3 separate regions of the Gossypium hirsutum genome follow, and regions 1 and 2 are each linked to region 3. Evidence: chromatin contacts called from public Hi-C data. All regions are on one chromosome and are shown on one strand. Each heading gives the region's core, a stretch centred on a gene start, on an enhancer-like site or on the middle of the called end of the contact. The rest is flanking DNA. Distances are from core to core; before and after follow the strand shown.

Region 1 (3,836 bases), core at 835-3,334, 220 kb before region 3:
GAAGAATCATGTCCGGTTATGTGTTGGATAAAGGTATCAAACAAGGGTACTGCTACAGAAAAAGGGTTTGAAGCAATTTAGGTAGAAACTCTATATCTGGATTTTGTCACTGAAGGATATTGGAAAGGGAGAAACAAAACACAAGTTACGGAATATCTAACATTCCTACTAAGATGGGGTACATAAACTACCTCAGAAAAATCACTTATTTTACAACTCATTTCAATAGCCTTATATATTCCGTTACCAACTTCTCCTTATTAATAAGTTTAAGCAAACACAGCTTTAACTACAAAAGCACTAACTAAAAAACTAGCACTACGGTAACCAAGCAGGAAAAAGAACAAATCAAAGATGATGAAGACCTTATGAAACAAGGGACTACAAAACTTTAGCAAATAACTCGAACAGGTCATAAGTCATAACTGCAGATGCTTTTTTAAAAGCAAAGCTTTAATCTAACAAAGCATCCGGGATGAGCAACTTTTAGTGGAACCACATAGATGATAGAAATAGAATCATCAAGCACTGATCCCACGATATGGTAATTTCAAAACAAGTAATCAAGAAAGGGAAAATAAATTCATAATTCATGTCCTTTTAGTGATATATGGAACTGCCTGGGAATGTAAAATCTAAAAAAAAACTCAGCACCAACATCAGTCTACACTCAACCCTAACCAATTAGACACAGATGCAATGACTTGACCAACTGAAACGCATAATATAAGCTCTTATACCTTATAGTAGCTCCATTGAGTCTGAGCACCAACTTGGTAAGACAGAGGATTGTCGCTACAAAAAGCAAGCTTTTGACTTGACAAATATAAAACTCCCATAACAGGACCAGCCGAGGTGGACAAGTAACATGCATAAGTCTTCAGAAGCTGTTCCTCAGGAGCAGTCTCAAATGTTGTTCGAAAAATCTTGTCATAACCACCTTCTGCAAGAACTTTGGTACCCTGAGCAATTCTTCCTACAGCAGCATCAGCAAAACTTGGCCCAGTTTTCACTGTTGCAACAAAAAAAAAACCCCATAAACTTACTAATCATGAATACTTCATATAATATAATCCAATCAATTGATATCGTGTATTGAGAATACCCTAATGCTATACATTTGAAATTTATAAACTATTAAATAGATATTCAACAAATCCATAATTTTGAAAACTAATCTGATATTTACATATATTTATCCATGATTTACACTATTTTTGAAATCCAACTTCAAACACTACCTAAAATTCATATTAAAAATTCAAGAGTCACTGAGTCTATCGTGCAGGGGAACCAAGGGTGGTCAATAAAGAGAAATAATTACAATGTTGCCACATGTTCCCAGCTATCTCTTTTGCCTTCTTAGTATCCTCCGCCGCTTTCTTTCCCAATTTCCCTAACACCTCTTTCACTGCTCCCATCTTATCTGCTAAACGAAAGGGCTTAAATATGAATGGTATTCAAATAAAAAGAATAAATTTAGTAGAAGATGAAGCAAGTGGGTTACTCTTGACGGAAGATGATCGAACCGGAGCAGGAGAAACGTAAGGATTCGACTCATCCGGCATGGTGGTAGCAGCGCTGCCAGAGAACGTCGCCGGCCCTTGATTAGGCTGCGACTGGGAACCCATGGAAACGTTAGTCCAATTCTCCGGTGGAGGAGCGACGTCCTTGGGGTCTAATTTCGGGTACGGAGCGTAATCGGAAGAGAGGGGCGGCACTCGGTTTGAGTCTGAGGATGTTGTGGACTGTTTGGCTTCGGAGATGTTATTAGGATCGGACGCTGGCTGGCTCATGATTTATATATATGGGTGTTGGGATCAGAAGAAACAGAAATGGAAAATATTTTAAGGGGTCAAATCGTGAAGGAATATTGTAGGATTGATTCGTCGTGGGATTGAATTTGGTTACGTTAAGTTTTGGTTTGAAGTTTGAATTTGAAATTGGAAGGAGCAGCCGGCAATTGGCAGATGGCCACACGACAGGACAAGCGACATAATAATATCCGGTAACGGCCGACTCGGTAGGCCTTATACCTCCTAGATTTTCGCTTCGCCTTTCAACTTGAGCCCAAACATTGTACTAAGCCCGTTTATAACTAAGATTCTTGGGGATTTGTCGGATTAAGTTGTATGGTAATAAATCTATATTCTTGTACTATTTTATTACCTCACATCTATTCTATTATTTAAAAAAAATTTTAAAATTCACAGATTTAAACTTGCATTATTTATATTAATAAAACATTAAACTTGCCACTAAATTAAATCTTTATTTTATTATGATATTCACATTTTTTACTATATTATATATTTTTTATATATTGATGATATTATTGATTAAGTTGGTGTTACAAGTTAACTTCACATTGACTAAAGATTGATGATAACATCATAATAAATAATTGCAATACATTTGATATTCTTAATATAAAATATTTGTGTTTAAATTTTATTTTACTCACAAATTAATCTATTTTTTTCATTTTAATATCGTTCATATTTCATATGTTATTATTAATTAGTTTCAAATCATATATTTTATTATTTATTATATATTATTTTTAAAACTAATATTCATATTTTAAATATATAATTTCCTTAAATATTCGTATGTAATAGAATGCTTAATAAATATAAAAACACATTAAATAGCACTATGATATCATAAAAATATGGTTGCATAATTTTTTGAATCTATATGCAACTTTGTAAAAGAATAAAGAAAGAAATTAGAATAAGAATTCAACGCCCTATAGATTATATAATTATTAACCTAAGTGTCGAAACTATTTTTATTTTTGGGAAAAAAAACAAAAATTAGTTGTCGACGAAAATTGGAGTCACCGCCAATCTTTTATTAAGGTGTGATTGGATCACCTAAAAATGACTTTGGTCTACGAGTTTTTAGAAAAAAATGGGTTCGGGAGTCAGTTACGTACGATGAAGGATTAGCACCCCCGTAACGCCCAAAAATTGGTACCAAGTTGATTAATAAATGTCTTAATGTCGAGAGTTGAAAAATACGATCCTTAATTAAATTAAGTTACTTATTAAAACTCTCTCGTTTTGAAAAAGAAAATGTCACACCCAATGCGTTAGGGTACGATATTTTTTTTTCAAGATGAGTTTGTCCAAAAGATTTGTGTGATAAAATTTAAAAGAATATTCAAGTGTTTAAGATTTATGACGAAAGCGCAGCCCAATACGTTAGGGCACAATTTCTCAACATCCCAAACATTAAATATTTCCTTTATTAATATATATATTTTAAAAAATCTTTGTCTCGAGAAATCAATACGTCACATTCAATGCGTTAGGACACAACATATTAAATTCCCAACAACAAGCTTTTTCATTTTTATTTTGATCAAAGAGCAATTCTCGATTATTAGATTTAACGAAGAAAATCGGAACCCAATACGTCAGGGCTCAATTTTTTTGAAAATCCTAAATATGAGCATTATTTTTATTTTGGAAAGTTTTGAATAAAATGATTTTGATGCTTGAATGATATCGAACATAGCCTTTTAAGCGAATAGAATGCGATAGATGATAATATACAACATGGAGCGATAATTCGTAAATAAAACATACACTAATGAATGATAAACAATAAATGAATTCGAAAGAAAATACATAAACCTATTTAAGAGAGAATTTAAAGGTAATAGCTGAAATAATATGAAATCAATAATATATAGAATAAAAATAATTTATTACAAATTATATATGTATATATAAAATAGTATTGTATAAAAACATTTTCATATAAATCTTTAAGATATATAAATATGTAAAGTGAATTTCTAAAATATATTACAAAATAGGAATATC
Region 2 (3,764 bases), core at 931-3,430, 180 kb before region 3:
TTTATATTATTTATTTTTAATAAAAGTAATCTTCTTTTATCATTATTTTTTAATTTATAAAATTAAAGTATCCTATTTTTTTTTTAAATCAATCAGTTATCGAAACAAAGCAATTGCAAATCCTAACCTTTTAAATTTATAAATTTTAAAATGCTAATGTTAAAATTTTAAAATTCATTATCCAAATACAGTTTTAAATTTTAACAACTTCGAAAAGGAAAAAAAGAAAACGAAAAGGCCTTTGAGCTATGCCTAGAAAGAAAAATTAAAATCTACACTATATTTAAAGTTTTGTCTAACTTAAGTCACACCACCAAAATATAAATCAAAGATTACCTTATGCTTAAAAAATAATTTTTTTATTTTGAATTAATATTTGATAAGTTGAATGTATAATTTCATGTATTATAAAAAAAATTAAAGAAGAAATCTATTTTACACATACTCTTACTATATTGAATATAAATCCTCTTTAACTCTTTAAAAAATACAAAGTATGAAGTGGATATCATCTCTTTTAAGAAATTATTTGATTTGATTTTTTTATAATTTATAAATGCATTAAATTGAATTTCTTAAAATAAATATATATATAAAAAAGAATAAAGTAAAAAGAAAACCCAATGTACACATAAATTCAATTCTCAAACCTCAAAACAAAAGAAGAAAAGCCCAATGAACCACCAACTATTATACTTGACTTTCAGACCGTAGCCTGTCCGAAGATTGTTCACCTACGTTCTCCTCCCCTCCGATGAACAAACGATCAAACGGCGATTTAGTGGATTTATATAAACCCTTCGGCGGAGTAGCCGACCCCTCATCGCCACCACAAACCGCCGGTTTCGGTGATTTAACCGATCCGATCCTAGAAAAAAACGGCGGAGTCATAGTGAACCCCCACCGATCCGGCCTGTCGAACCTCTCGTAGTTATAATAATTCCTCCCTAAACTCCTACTCCTATAACCCCTCTTCGAACTCCTCGCTCTGGGGAACGCCACGCAACTTTTAGTACGGCTCAAACTCGAGTTCATCAATTGGGTCCGTACATCCTCTGGCAACCTTAGCGTAAACCGCTCACAATTCTCGCCCGGCTGCACCAACGAGTGACCCGTCGAGTGAGACCGGGGAAACAACCGGGTCAACATCCACCCCGTCGACAGTGACCTTTGCTGCCTGTTCTGATTATTTGCCGTGTTTGAGTTTATCAAATTCACCTCCGGCGATTCTATGTCCCTTGCCCTATTAACCACATCAAGATGACCGGTTTCATCGCTTGTGTTATTGTTTTCGGTCTCGGAGTCCGAATCGTTTATTTGGGCGGTGGCGCAGGTGGTCGTGTCGCCGGGCATTGGAGCCAAATTGGCACGGCAAACGGGGCACGTGGAATGAGAAGAGAGCCAAGCATCGATGCAATCGGGATGAAACACGTGGTTACATATAGGAATCATACGCAGCGTTTCGTCGTCTTCAAACTCGTTTAAGCAAACGGCGCACTCAAGCGTGTCTTTTCCGATCTTCAGTCCTTTGACAGTCGAGTAAAGAAACGTCGGGAATGATTCGATCACCGACGAATCCAGACCACGAATCGACCTCCTTGACCGCCGCCCAAAATTCATGGCGGCGTCCCAGTTCCCGCCTCGCGTCCTCCTTTCGGTGCACTGCCTGACGTAAACCGAAAAAAATCCCATGACGAAGAACGCCGTCACCAAAACCACCATGACGATCGCCATCGATGGATTGAATTGGTTTCCAGCCGGTCCCGAGGAGTTGGGATAGGACGGTGGTGGCGGCGGACCTGCGGGCGTTTGGCTTTGCGCTGTTGACAAGGAGAAGGAGAGGGCGAAACAGAGAAAGAAAAGAAGTGATTTGTCGTTGCCATTGCCATGGTTGAGCCTGAAAAGTGGAAGAAATAAAAGGCTATGATCTTTTCGATTCATCTGGTATTGAATTGATGTAGACAGCAGCAGTTGGAGCGTTGATTTTGTTGCTGCTCATGAGTTTTATGAAACAGTAGTGAGATTTAGCTGTGACTGATTTTTAATGATTTTCGTGTTGCTCAAAAGCAAAGCAAAGTTTTTAGGCAGAAAAAGAAAAAGTTTAGCACTAACACACAAAGGCTAAGAAAAGAGAGCAAAAAACAAAGGAAAAAATACGGTATGTTGTTATGTGGCAGGGGTATAAAACGGAGAAGAAACTTGTTTGTGCACGCGCAATGGAATGCGCGTCTGATTCAAAGTAAACGATTACGTATTCCATGAGAGAGGGGTTTGAGTTTTGATTTTAACTATGTTTTTAAAATATTGGATAGAAATAAAAGAAAATTATCAAGTAATTTCATTTATTAAAAAAAATGAAGACATAAAAATTTATATAAAACAAAAGAATATTAAAAAAAGGTTTACATATGAGTATTATAAGGTGCAATTTTAAGAAGGTGTAAGAGGGAATAAAATGTGAGTTTTAAGCCAAGGAAAGGGGTGGTTCCTCTGTGGTGGTTAGATAATTTTGTTTATTTGTGCGATTGTATCTAGAAGTCACCAATAAACATATTTTATTGTATAAATAATAAAATATTTTTATATTATATGAATAATAAAATGGGTGCCTAGGTTTGATCATGAAATTTAATGTACTACATTTCAACACTCCATTAAAAAAGAAATCACTCTTAATTTGAGTTGTTTGACTGTTAACAGGGATTGATAATTCATTGAAGTCGTTTTCGTAGCATCACTTGGATGGAAGATATAATTTAAGAGAGTTAACGTGAGTACCAAGTTACCTCTTCAATTCTAACAACTATTACTGTAAATAATCATAAAACTAGTCTCTTTGTAACTTTCTCCCCTTGCAAACAGAGAAATTGCCTCTATGGAATTCATTTTTCCAGAATTTACAAATTCAAACTATTTAATTAAAATGGATATGATATGGTATATAATTTATGAGTTGACTAGATTTTTTCCATAGACAATAAAGTGCAAGCCTCCAGTCACTTTCGTTCACTTATCTCTTTATGCTTTTACTCGAATTCCAACTTATCCGATTCAACAAAACATTTTAATGTCTAAAGCGAATAAGCTGAAATTTTAAGGCACTAAAGAAATAATGATTACAAAAGAAAGCCAATTAATTATTCATCTTGATTTAATATAATTTCTCAGGTGTTACTGTTTACTAACAGAGTTTTTATTTGATTAAAAAGAAAATTGTCTGCTCCTACAATTAATGAAGACATTGATTATTACTATTTCCATTGTTGATGAGCATTGTCTTTTTTATTGCTTAAAAATAAGATAAAGGATGGTGAAAGATGTCCGCCCCTACTCAGGCTACATCACTAGATTTATCGGCACACACAAGGCCGGCAATAATATCTACTCCTTTTTTTCTACAATAATACTAAAAATATTATTTACATGAATAATATGGATTTAGTTTTACGAAAATAATATGAGAAATAAATCATCATCACGCTATAGCAATTTTCCATATTTATTGCTATATAAATTTTCATGTTTAAATTTTAATTTAAGGTAATGTATTTTTATGTTAGATAATTTATTGTTTTTATTAAATGATATGTTTATTGTTATTTAAGTTTTTTAGTTATAGAAATTTTAGGTTAAGGTTTATTGTTATTATGTTAAATAAATAATTATTTTATAGAAAATGCTAAATAAATTAATTTTTGAATGCATGAACGTTGCCAATTCAGGTATGTCTTGGCGTGCACAATTTCCTCAGAGTTGACTGCTGC
Region 3 (3,454 bases), core at 723-3,222:
ACAAATTCGCCACACCCGCATCAAGATTTGAATCCAGAAAGCAAAAAAATGAAATAAAAAGGATAGAAAACGTAGAGAAGCAGAGAACCGAAACAGTTTTGTGGGGAAGGAAGAGAAAAACGCGAGAAAAACAAGAATTTAATTAAAAGCTTTAAAAAAATAAAATTAAGTTATTTTCAAGAAAAAGAAAGAAAATGTAAAATATTTCCTTATTACTTTCACAAAGATTCAAACACAAGACAAATAGGCAAATTAATAAATACCTTACTACCAAACTAACAGGCTCATTCTTGACATTAGTTGATTGGAAATAGAGGTCAAGACAAAAACAATAAAAATTCCAAAAAAGGGATTTGAATACAAAACCTTAAACACACATCCAGAGCTTTTAACCACTAAACCAAACTAAATTACTTTACAAAATTTCCAAAATCTTAATTCAAAATCAAGAGGTGACCACTCTTTTCACTAACTTAATTCATTCCAACCCAATTTTTGGAATTATACATAATCAAAATCCTTACAAAATGTATATTGCTAATTGAATAAATTTATAGTATTAGATTATTAATAGTATTGAATTAATTGATAATTTATTATATTAATTGCAATAGTAATTGAATAAATTAATAATGTTAACCATATATGTTATGCCAATCAACTTCAATTTTTCAAATAAGACATATTTTTAAAATTGTCTTCAAAAAAAAAGTTATTTCATCTTAATGGTAATTTTATTTTAATAAATTTAGAATTTGTAAATTTATTATAAAGGAATAATGTTTTATATTTAAAATATAAATTTATACATAAAAAATTAATATATATAAATATATAATTATGCTTCGATGGTCTAATTAATAAGATGATTATTTTTTAATTCAATAAGCTATTTAATAGTACCCAAATAATAAATAAATAAATCTTTTTATATAATTCAAATCCAAATGATAATTAAAAAAACATAATTAATGTAATTCAATTATGTTTGAACAATTAGATTCTTGACTTTAACATATCTCCATTTTGTTTAAAAAAAACACTCCATTTTTGTATTTGTAAATTAAAAATTATGTAAGATTTTTCCTCTAAATCAACAAAAAGAAAAAAGTAAAAATCCAATTATAATTTACAAGATGTATCAGAATATCAGCTAAAGGAGGACAAAAGAATGCTTTACACTACATCAAACAACAAACATTATTTTTTTTAAAAAAAATCAAAATAAAAAACAACTTTATTGGGTTTGAACCATTTTAATCTTTAATGGGTTTGAGCAGTTGGGCCAAATTTTAAAATGGAAAGGAAGTCCAACATTTGGGCCTAATTTTAAAAAAAATCCAAAACATGGATCAAACTGGTTGAAGCTTCTTTTGGTTTTTTTATTATTGATTGAATTGATACGAGAATTTTGTTAAAGTAGGCCTAAATCGGAAAACCCATCTATTGAAACTAGTTGGGCTTAGAATATAAAAATGGTGTCAATTTGGTGGGAAATGACTAATTTATAATTATCTCGGGAGTTTTTCACAAGCGGATTGAAGATACAACGAGTGTCTTATAAGTGAAAAAAATTAAATATATAAATAAATGTTAAAAAAAATTGATTGTATAAAAAATCATGTAAAATTGTAAAACCATTTTAGTTCTACACTCGTATCTGAATTTTATTTGTGTATATTGTTTTTAAGAAAAATAAAAAATTCATCCCCGACCGGATCTACAATACAAGTTGATAGGTTGATGATAACTTGTAGTGCATTTAGATATGATATTTGACAAATTCCAATAAATTAAAAGACGTTATTCCTTGAAGAAAATCAAACAAACGAACTAGAAATAGCAGTTAGGAGGAAACTTGTAAGGAAATTCAACATATGGCCTTAACCAGGACTAGGGTTCATTGACTTTAATCAAATTTATAATATTTACCTTTCTTCCTAACCCACCTAAAACATACTTTGGATCGTTTCTAGCTGCCATTCCTACGCGCTATAATTTATTCAACAAAACCCTCTCTGAATTTTTCTCATTTTCACATACCTTTACTTCATTTCATTCCCAGACATTTATGGCGACTACTTCAGCATCCATCTTTCCATGCAAACTTCAAATGCCATATTCCTGCAAACTCCAGCCTCCCATTATACGTTTTAGCCATTTCTTGGTGATATCAAATTCAATACACAAGGCCAAAAATCATCAGATTCTACGGAACCACAATCTGCAACCGCCGGGCATCGGTCTTAGGTTGCTAAATACAGACAGGGTCAACAACCTGGTTCCTGGTTAGTCTTATCTACCTTTTTTTTTTCTTTTCTTTTTACAAATAAACAAGGAAAGAAATGATGTATTTGAGAGTGAGTTTTTGAGCAGGAAACTATGGGTTGTGGGACTTGTGATGAGTATAATCCTACCCTTTTGGAGGAGCAAATGGGGGCCATTGTTAAAACTGAAAGGTATGGATCATAAGTTATTCAAATTGCATTTCCATATCTCATCAACATATTTTGAGGTTAAGTAGTATATATGTACAGACGAAGTTGAAACAATAATAGATAAAGCAGAAGAGGTGACGGATATTGTGGAAAAAGTGGCGGGACAAGTGGAGGAAGTGGCGGATGATATCGGAAATCATCTGCCGGAAGGCAGACTTAAAAATGCCCTTCAATTTCTTGAAGATATGGCTCAAAATACAGCTGACGGTGCACGCTTAGCTGGGGATCTCATTGACAAGGTATTTTGCTTTCATTGCTATTTACCTAATCCCTTTTTCTTTTCAGCATTTTTAATATTTTATCACTGGCATAAATTCTAGATAATACATCCAAAAAGAAAAAAAAAATTATCACTAGAGATACCTTTTATTTTAGGCACTTAAAAAAAAATATTTACCAAATGGATACTCACCTTATGAAATTTGTTTATTTTATTAAAATTGCAAACATGGCATTGATTATTTTGCATTAAAATACCCCTTTTTTAACCAAAGTCTTCTGTTGCAAATTTAAACTAGTAAAATACCCCTAAAGCCTTCAACACAGATATTTAGTTGGGATTTTCATCCTAAGCTCACCAATCTTGAAAATGTGGTGTAAAAATTACCATTTGTTTTCCCTTCTTGATTTGTTGCAACAGATAAAAAGAAGCTTTAACATTCAAGATGTTCCCAAAATGTTAGGGTTTAGGGTCTTTTTTTTAGTGATTAAAATGAAAATAAATCACTTGAATGCAAAATAATAAAACGGATATTAATATCCAAGGTGGAAAAAAAATTAGTTGAAATGCGAATTTACTATTTTAACCAAAGTGATCAAAATAAATAAATTTTGTAATGTGAGTGCCCGCCATTTTGAATTTTTTTTTCTTTTGAATGTCTAAAATGAAAATTTTTAAAAGTTAGGTGACTATCTATGTAGTTTACCGTTAAAAATAATATTTATAGGAGACCGAT

The links. Hi-C and Micro-C count contacts between places; a contact is called where the count stands out from the background.
Region 1: a contact with region 3 is called in a Hi-C map of hypocotyl, with 4 times the contacts expected there. The contact joins the promoter of LOC107910243 here to the promoter of LOC107908329 in region 3. A contact is called at or near these places in 4 of 34 Hi-C or Micro-C datasets (hypocotyl and leaf).
Region 2: a contact with region 3 is called in a Hi-C map of hypocotyl, with 1.9 times the contacts expected there. The contact joins the promoter of LOC107910242 here to the promoter of LOC107908329 in region 3. A contact is called at or near these places in 6 of 34 Hi-C or Micro-C datasets (callus, hypocotyl and leaf).

What each region holds. Positions count from the first base shown.
Region 1 is chrD02:14,925,840-14,929,675 of Gossypium_hirsutum_v2.1, reverse strand. It overlaps LOC107910243 (GEM-like protein 1), which reads right to left and starts at 2,084. Exons shown (of 4, transcript XM_016838030.2): 1 at 1,508-2,084; 2 at 1,325-1,426; 3 at 741-1,012. The coding sequence starts at 1,796.
Region 2 is chrD02:14,894,600-14,898,363 of Gossypium_hirsutum_v2.1, reverse strand. LOC107910242 (RING-H2 finger protein ATL11) reads right to left here and starts at 2,180. Exons shown (of 1, transcript XM_016838029.2): 1 at 572-2,180. The coding sequence starts at 1,941. The coding sequence ends at 691.
Region 3 is chrD02:14,710,548-14,714,001 of Gossypium_hirsutum_v2.1, reverse strand. It overlaps LOC107908329, which reads left to right and starts at 1,972. Exons shown (of 4, transcript XM_016835525.2): 1 at 1,972-2,288; 2 at 2,377-2,459; 3 at 2,538-2,737. The coding sequence starts at 2,402.